Linked DNA regions of Macaca mulatta: region 1 is linked to region 2. The links are chromatin contacts, called in public Hi-C maps. All regions are on one chromosome and are shown on one strand. The core of a region is the stretch at or near the end of the contact, and the rest is flanking DNA. Distances in the headings are between cores, read along the strand shown.

Region 1 (4,467 bases), core at 786-3,285, 78 kb before region 2:
TTATAAACAGAAAGCTCACAGGAGATACAAAAGAAAGGCATCAAAGGCCCAGAAGGGTTACTTCTTCCTGGCGTACCAAAAAGGCTTGTGGAGAAGGTGGCATCTCATCTCCTGTCTTGGATTTCAAGATGTAGATATTGCCAAGAACAGTACCCTCCAGGTAGAGCAACATGAGTAAAGGAAAGCCTGGGGGCTGGAGAAATGTAAGCCTAGAGAGAGAGGTCTGCAGGGACGAGATCACAGGACAGTCTATAGGTCAAAGCCAAGAAGTGCAGCTGCTACCCAGGACGCAGTGGGAGCCCAAAGTCAGATCTGGGCTTCTGAAAGGTCACTCTGGCCACACAGTACAGGATAGCTTGGAAGGAGCAACAGGGAGCCAGGCACAGTGGCTCACGCCTGTAATCCCAGCATTTTGCGAGGCCAAGGCAGATGATCACTTGAGGCCAGGAGTTCAAGACAAGCCTGGCCAACATGGTGAAACCCCGTCTTTACTAACAATACAAAAATTAGGTGGGTGTGGTGGTAGACGCCTGTAATCTCAGCTACTGCAGAGGCTGAGGCACAAGAATCGCCTGAACCCAGTAGGCGGAGGTTGCAGTGAGCCGAGATCACACCACTGCACTCCAGCCTGGGGCACAGAGCAAGACTCTGTCTCAAAAAGGAAAAAAAGGCCGGGAGCGGTGGCTCACGCCTGTAATCCCAGCACTTTGGGAGGCCGAGACGGGCGGATCACGAGGTCAGGAGATCGAGACCATCCTGGCTAACACAGTGAAACCCCATCTCTACTAAAAAAATACAAAAAACTAGCCGGGTGAGGTGGCGGGCGCCTGTAGTCCCAGCTACTCGGGAGGCTGAGGCAGGAGCATGGCGTAAACCCGGGAGGCGGAGCTTGCAGTGAGCTGAGATCCGGCCACTGCACTCACTCCAGCCTGGGCGACAGAGCGAGACTCCGTCTCAAAAAAAAAAAAAAAAAAAAAAAAAAGGAAAAAAAAAAAGGGGGGGAAAGGGGAAGGGAGGAGAAGACTAGGTATGAAGCTGCTGCCACAGTCAGAGGCTGGAGCTGGGGCAGTGGTCAAAGGGAGGGAGTGAAGTGCAAATGGGATGCTGTGTCTGTGTGGGTGCAGTGCCCACCTGTCTCCGGCAGCTCTTGAGGGTGATGCCTGTTTTGGTGCTGATGTCATCCAGGTCTTTCTTGGTGCCTTTGGACAGCTTCTTGCCCAGCACCTCCCGAACAAAGGCCTCATCAAAGGCATAGTACCTTGTGGAGTCAGACAACACCATTGACCCCCCCATAAAAAAGAGGAAAGGGGGCCTGGCGGGGCCTGGCAGGGCCTGGGTCTGACCCCTTCTGCTCTCAACTTTCTGATGGCTGGGTAAGTCCCATCCCTCCCTGGGCCTGTTTCAGCTGGGAAAATGGGTATACAGTCAGACTGGTTGATGTCTCCACCATCCCACAGGGTGAGCACCTCTCGATGAGTAGTGCCTGCCGGGAGGGCGGAATCTGGAAGATGAGCTGGTGCAGTAGCTTGGGTGGTGCGTGCAGCAGCCGCTCGAGCATGTGGAAGGTGCGGTAATGGTCCATGGTGTCGCTCTGCAGCACCGCTGCCGTGGCGCCCGTCTGCTCCAGGATTCCCGAGCGCACCCGCAGGGCCACCGCGTCGGTCACTGGAAAGTGGGTGCTAGCATCAGGTCCCGCCCCGCCGACGCCAGAAGCCCTTAAGGGATTCCATCCCCGATCCCTATAACACCCCTTATTCCCAGGCGCTCGCCCACTTCCCTAAAGGATGACCAAGTCCTAGCCCCGCCCCCTCTCCCATTCAAAACAACCGCTCCGCTGACGGGCTTCCCCACACGCCCCTGACGGACCCGAGTAACCATCGAGCCAGAGGCGATACACGTCCTCGTCGATAAGGGTAGTGTTCCCCACGAAGATGTCCAGCTCGCTGGTCATGGCGACGCCCGGGGCCGCAGCGGCCCGAGCAGGAGGGAGCACCGCTCGGGCCGGGCGCGCCGCCTCCAGGCCACTTCCGGGAGTGCCGAGATTCCGCTCCCGGCATCCGGACCCAGCATAGGACCACTTCCGGGACACAGCCAGTGGTGGCGGGGACGGGGCGGGAGCGGCGAGGGAAGAGAGGGGGAGGACTACGCGGAGGAGCAACGCTTCCTCCGGCCGGGAGGGGGAGTCCCAGGCTCCTGCGTCCTGTCTCCCCGCGGCGGTCTGCAGGAGCTCGAAGGGAGTTCCTCCTTTCGTCTCCACGGTCCCCGCAACCTCTCCCCTCACTTCCTCCTGGCTTTTCTCCCACCTTCTCTGCCCTCTTCGGGACCTCCTAAGTTTGACCTGTATCCTAAACTTAGGGGGTTTCACAGGGCTCTGTACTAAATCTCTTCTCCGCAAAAATGGGGTATGCCCCGACTTCCTCGGGCTCTTGCTGGAGACCCCTTTGTCCATCCTGCGCATAAGCACCTCTCCTGGGCCTGGGGCGCCTGCTTCCACCTTGGTTTTAACCACACCCCCATCCCCACGAGCTACTGACGTCTCTAATTCTGCCTTTCTGAGCTCTGCCTGGAAGTTCACATCCGGAGGGGCCGCCTATTGGCCAAGTCTGTCCACACTCTTCCTGTAAGCCCTTCAAAAGCTCAACATATTCTAGACAGACCTCTCGCTCTCCCCATTTGTTTCTTTCCTGCGTCGCTATCTCAGTGATAACCCTAACATCCACCAGTTCTCTCTCTCTTTTTTTTTTTTTTTTTGAGACGGAGTCTCGCTCTGTCGCCCAGGCTGGAGTGCAGTGACTGGATCTCAGCTCACTGCAAGCTCCGCCTACCGGGTTCACGCCATTCTCCTTGCCTCATCCTCCGGAGTAGCTGGGACTACAGGCGCCCGCCACCTCCCCCGGCTAGTTTTTTGTATTTTTTAGTAGAGACGGGGTTTCACCGTGTTAGCCAGGATGCTCTCGATCTCCTGACCTCGTGATCCGCCCGTCTCGGCCTCCTAAAGTGCTGGGATTACAGGCTTGAGCCACCGCGCCCGGCCCATCCACCAGTTTTCATACGAGAAACCTGGGCGTTCTCCCAGACTCCTCTCTCCCCACGTTCAGTTCGGCTGATTTGCCTCCCGAATATTTCTAGTATCTGTTTGTCCTCTCCACCCCCACTGACGCTGCCCCAGCCGTTTTTCTGCTTAGCTCTCCTTGCTCCTTGCACAGTTACCAATCTCCCTGTTTATGTCCCCTCCCCGCAGGGTTCGGCCCACACAGGGTTCGGCCCAATCTTTTTTAAATACTTTTTTTTTTTTTTTTTTTTTTTAGACAGAGCCTTCTCGCTCTGTCGCCCAGGCTGGAGTGCAGTGGCGCGATCTCGGCTCACTGCAACCTCCGCCTTCTCGGTTCAAGCAATTCTCTGCCTCAGCCTATGGAGTAGCTGGGATTACAGGCTCCTCCCACCACGCCCGGCTAATTTTTGTATTTTTAGTAGAAACGGGGTTTCACCATCTTGGCCAGTTAAATGCATATATATATGTGTGTGTGTGTGTGTATATATATATATATATTTTTTTTTTTGGTTTTTTTTTGAGACGGAGTCTAGCTCTGTCGCCCAGGCTGGAGTGCAGTGGCGCGATCTCAGCTCACTGCAAGCTCCGCCTCCTGGGTTCACGCCATTCTCCTGCCTCAGCCTCCCCAGTAGCTGGGACTACAGGCGCCCGCCACCAAGCCCAGCTAATTTCTTTTTTGTATTTTTAGTAAAGATGGGGTTTCACTGTGTTAGCCAGGATGGTCTCGATCTTCTGACCTCGTGATCCGCCCGCCTCGGCTTCCCAAAGTGCTGGGATTACAGGCGTGAGCCACCGCGCCCGGCCAAATGCACATCTTAGAATGTTACTCCCTTGCTTAACATCCTTACAAATGTTACTCCCTTGCTTAACATCCTTACTGGCCTTTGGAAATGCTCCAACCTAGTACTGGAAGTTCTTAAGAATCTGGCTTTTACCTACCCTTGAAGCCTCTCTGTCTCTCTCGCGTTTTCTGGACACATCTGCTTTTCAAAAACCATCAAGCTATCCTCATTGTTCCTAAAGCAGCTAAGCTCTTTCGGGCACCAGTGTCTTTCACCTTGTTATTCTCTCTCCCTGAAATAGCTCTTTACTGGGCAAAGTCCTATGGATCTACCAGAGCCTCTTGGATAGCATCCCTTTTGGGAATCCTCTTAAGGACCCTCAGACCATACTTCTCCCCGATTTGTTTCTTGTTTAACACAGCTTGTCTTCCCGGACAGACTGCGTCCTCCTTGAGGATGGAATCAGTATTTTGGTTAAATTTATTTCTGCATGGGCCTTGCACATAAAAAACGTTTATTGAACAAACGAATCCTGTATGTTCCTCCCCCCAGGCAAGAAACGCTCCCTGGGAGGGATAGTAGTCTAACGGTGAGCTAGAACGTTTGGACTTAGGGTTCCGAGGAACCGGGAGC
Region 2 (4,175 bases), core at 440-2,939:
GGCTCTTTTGGTTCCCTCCACCCAGCACACACAGCCCCTTCTCTGCTCCTGAGGAGTGGGGACATCTCAAAGAGCAAGAGCTGTAACTTCTCCACCCCATCTTCAATGTATATGTTGGGTCCTATAAATTCAAGCGTCAATAAGACGGAATGACTCCTGCCTCTGAGGATGCCCAGTGAGTGGGAGAGGGCGTGGGCCCTTAAACGGGTGCATACATATCCCAACCCACGCTCACATCCCAACACACGCTTATATCCTAACACATACTCATATCCCAACACACGCTCACATCCTAACACATGTTGAGTTGTGCAAGGCAGGGAGCCACAGACTGAGCAACCCTTGGGTGAGGGGAGGGGTTTCAGGACCGATTGGGATTGTGCGCACTGGGCTTTTTTTTTTTTTTTTTTTTTTTTTTTGAGACGGAGTCTCGCTCTGCTGCCCAGGCTGGAGTGCAGTGGCGTGATCTCGGCTCACTGCAAGCTCCGCCTCCCGGGTTCACACCATTCTCCTGCCTCAGCCTCCTGAGTACCTGGGACTACAGGCGCGCGCCACCACACCCAGCTAATTTTTGTATTTTTAGTAGAGACGGGGTTTTACCATATTGGCCAGGATGGTCTCGATCTCTTGACCTTGTGATTCGCCTGCCTCGGCCTCCCAAAGTGCTAGGATTACAGGCGTGAGCCACCGCGCCCGGCCTGCACTGGGGTTTTAAGTCCCAGTAGTTTTTTTTAGGGCTCCTCTCCTCAAGAAAAAAACTCATACACACAGATGTGCCACATTTTGCATTCAATTTCAGGGGTTCCAAGGATACACTGACGCTCATGTGGCGCTCCTTCAGTCTTAACAGTTCACGGGGCGCGGGTTTAAAAAATCCAATCCAGGGCTGGGCGCAGGGGCGCATGCCTGTAATCTCAGCATTTCGGGAGGCCAAGGCGGGTGGATAGCCTGGCTTCAGGAGTTCGAGACACCCCCCGCCCATCTACAAAAAAATACAAAAATTAAAGGGGCGTGGTAGCGTTCATTCGTAGTAGTCCCAGCTAGTGGGAAGGCTGAGGGGGTAGGATCACTTGAGCGCGGGAGGTCGAGGCTGCAGTGCGCCGTGATCGCGCCACTGCACTCCAGCCTGAGCAACAGAGTGAGATCCTATCTCAAGGGAAAAAAACAAAACAAAAAAACCAGGGAACGTGGGAAGGAAGCGTTCCCTAACGATACTAGTTATAGCGGGTCGGAAACTGGGCTATGGAATTTGAGATAACGGGAAAACAACACCCGTTGAAGCCACGACCCTAGGAGTCCACTAAGCGAGCGCCCATTGTAGGAGGGAGGTGTCTACGGAAAGGCCGTGAGGTAGTGAACACCCCGTTGTCGGTGAAGTGCAAGCGCAGGGATGCCGGGGAGGAACTTCCAGCCACGAAGACACTGGCTTAATGCCCTCTAAGTCCTTCCAGTTCTGGGATCCCATCTCCGGGTTAATTCCGCTTCCCTTGAGTAGCGAATGCACAACGGGACCACTGGCTCAAAGAACCCACCCGACCCGCGACGGCGCGAATGTGCAGTGGAGCAGTGATCCCGGTCTTCCCATGAGCCTCTGGGGCCGGCTCCAGGGCGAGCGACGGAAGCAGCCGCTCTTAGTTTCCGGCAACACGACAGCGGCTGCCGAGCGACCCGGAAGTATTCCCATTTTGCGTTGTCTGGGCTCGGCGGTAGCCGGGCTTGGAGTGGACGTGCCACTATGGGGTCGTCCAAGAAGCACCGCGGAGAGAAGGAGGCGACCGGGACGACGGCGGCGGCCGGCACCGGGGGCGCCACCGAGCAGCCGCCGCGGCACCGGGAACACAAAAAACACAAGCACCGGAGTGGCGGCAGTGGCGGTAGCGGTGGCGAACGACGGAAGCGGAGCCGGGAACGTGGGGGCGAGCGCGGGAGCGGGCGGCGCGGGGCCGAAGCTGAGGCCCGGAGCAGCACGCACGGGCGGGAGCGCAGCCAGGCAGAGCCCTCGGAGCGGCGTGTGAAGCGGGAGAAACGCGATGACGGCTATGAGGCCGGTGAGGAGGCGGGGCCTGCGCAGGGGGCGGGTCGGGCAGGGGTCCCAGAACGTGCGGGTCTGGGTGTGCGCACAGTGTCAGCAAAGCTCTCCGGATCGGGAAACCCCCAGACTGTCTATATCAACTCTTATTAAATAGTCTTTCTACGGGATCCCATGAGCCCAGGAGTTAGAGGCTGCAGTGTGCTGCGATCCCGCCAGTGCACTGCAGCCTGGGCAACAAAGCGAGACTCTGTCTCAAAAAAGCTTTTCTACGATTGTTTGGGATTAGAGGTAGACTGTCTCCACCTGGCTCCTTGAGGATAGAGAGCTTCCGTTTTTCTCAGTTGTCTGGTACAGTCACAGATTCTCAATAAATGTGTTGAATGAATGAATGAAGTAGTGTCAGCATATGCAGAGACAAGAAAAACCTGGTATTTGACGAATCGTATTGGACGAATCGTGTAGGGCTCCTGGTAGAGAAATGAAGGAGTAAGATAGGCAGGGATGTGAACGCAAAGGATCCTGTACTGTAGGCTCTGTTAAGAAATGTAGATTGTCTTGACAAGGTAGTAGGGAGCCTTGGCTGTGAGTTGAGGAGTGAGTTGCTCAGATCCGTATTTTGTAAACATTACTGGATTGAGAACTTAGTCAAAGGTAGTCAGGATTGGAGACCAGGAAATCAGGAGGGCTACAGACCAGGTGAGGGCTGATGGTGGCCTGCACCAAGGCAGCAGCAGTGGAGTGGAGAGAAGTGGACAGGTTGGAGAGGTGTTTTAGAGGAGGAATGAACAGAACTCAGTACTTGTATGAGGGTGGGAAGGAGAAGGAATTGAGGATGACTCCTTGAATTTTGGCTTGAGCAGCCAGATAGGTAGTGGGTGTCATTTCTACTGAAATTGAGGAGTAGGGAAGAGAAGGAGATTTGGAGCAGGGTGGGGGAAGATAATTCACTTTTGGGGTTGTCAAGGTTTATGTGCATAGGGAAATCCAGAGTTTGGACTGGATAAAGCCATTGGGAGTCAGTATCTGGGTGGCCAGTGAAGCCCGCGAAAGAATGCGACATGAGAAGCCGGGGTCAGGAATAGAACCTGAGAAATGCCCTTATGTTAGTAGTAGGCAGAGAAAGATGTTACCAAAAAAAGGAGATAGAGTAACCAAAGAGGCAGGAAAACCTTTGTGTCATGGGAACTTTGGAAATAGAGTATTGTTAGAAGGAGGGAGTGATCAGCAGTCCCATATACCACAGGAGATCAAGGAAAACCAGAACTGAAAAGAACCCGTTAGATTAGAAATGAAGGAGACTGGTGACTTTGGGGAGCCTGGAGAGATTGGGATCCAGGGCCCAGGTGGAGAGTGGAGCCTTTAAGATACAGGATGGGAATGCAGGAAAGGAAGAGGTGTTTTTTTTTTTTTTTTGAGACAAAGTCTTGCTCCATCTCTTTAAGAGACCTTGTCTCTTAAAAAAAAAAAATGAAAGAAAAAAGGAGAGGGCAGAATGGTGACTGTAGCAGTTTGGATCTCTTGGGTCAGGATAGGAAGGTGCGCAGAAGAGGCAGGGCTCTGAGACTGGACTCGGGCAGAGGAGCTGCTGGGGAGCTTGGGTGGAAGAAGCTGCTGTTTTCTGGTGTTTCATCAGGCCCAGGTGCTGGTGAGGGGCCCTCATCTTTGATCCTGCAGTTGGAGGCACTGATGCTGGCTTGTTGGCCCTATGTTCAGCTCCTGAGCCATGCTTCTTCTTCTTCCAGCTGCCAGCTCCAAAACTAGCTCAGGCGATGCCTCCTCACTCAGCATTGAGGAGACCAAGTGAGTACTGTCTCCCTTGTTTCCACTTTGTTTTTCTAAGATAGGTGGCTCTGGGGCCAGCCCTGGGGAGGCTTTCTCACATGAAAGTGTGCTAATTGGAGTTGGAAAGGTTGTATAGATCATTTTAGCCAACAGTAGAGTTATAGAAGAGGAAACTAATACCTAAGAGTAAAGTGGCATTCACCGGTTAGATGCAGACCAGGCTGGCGCCCATGTTTCCTGCTTTGGAGGCCAGGGCCCTTCCCAGTGTCCTAGGCTTCCTGGGGCAGACCGTGTGTTTGGGACCGCTCACTCCCACCCTGTTTCTTCTCCTGTCTGTTTGGAAATGCACATGGCACCCTGT

Evidence for each region. Hi-C and Micro-C count contacts between places; a contact is called where the count stands out from the background.
Region 1: a contact with region 2 is called in a Hi-C map of liver, with 3 times the contacts expected there. The contact joins the promoter of FIBP here to the promoter of SART1 in region 2. A contact is called at or near these places in 3 of 14 Hi-C or Micro-C datasets (CD4 T cells, fetal cortex germinal zone and liver).

Annotation. Positions count from the first base shown.
Region 1 is chr14:8,534,295-8,538,761 of T2T-MMU8v2.0, reverse strand. It overlaps FIBP (FGF1 intracellular binding protein), which reads right to left and starts at 2,035. Exons shown (of 10, transcript XM_077962413.1): 1 at 1,867-2,035; 2 at 1,467-1,665; 3 at 1,132-1,258. The coding sequence starts at 1,951.
Region 2 is chr14:8,455,998-8,460,172 of T2T-MMU8v2.0, reverse strand. It overlaps SART1 (spliceosome associated factor 1, recruiter of U4/U6.U5 tri-snRNP), which reads left to right and starts at 1,689. Exons shown (of 20, transcript XM_015113661.3): 1 at 1,689-2,048; 2 at 3,775-3,832. The coding sequence starts at 1,736.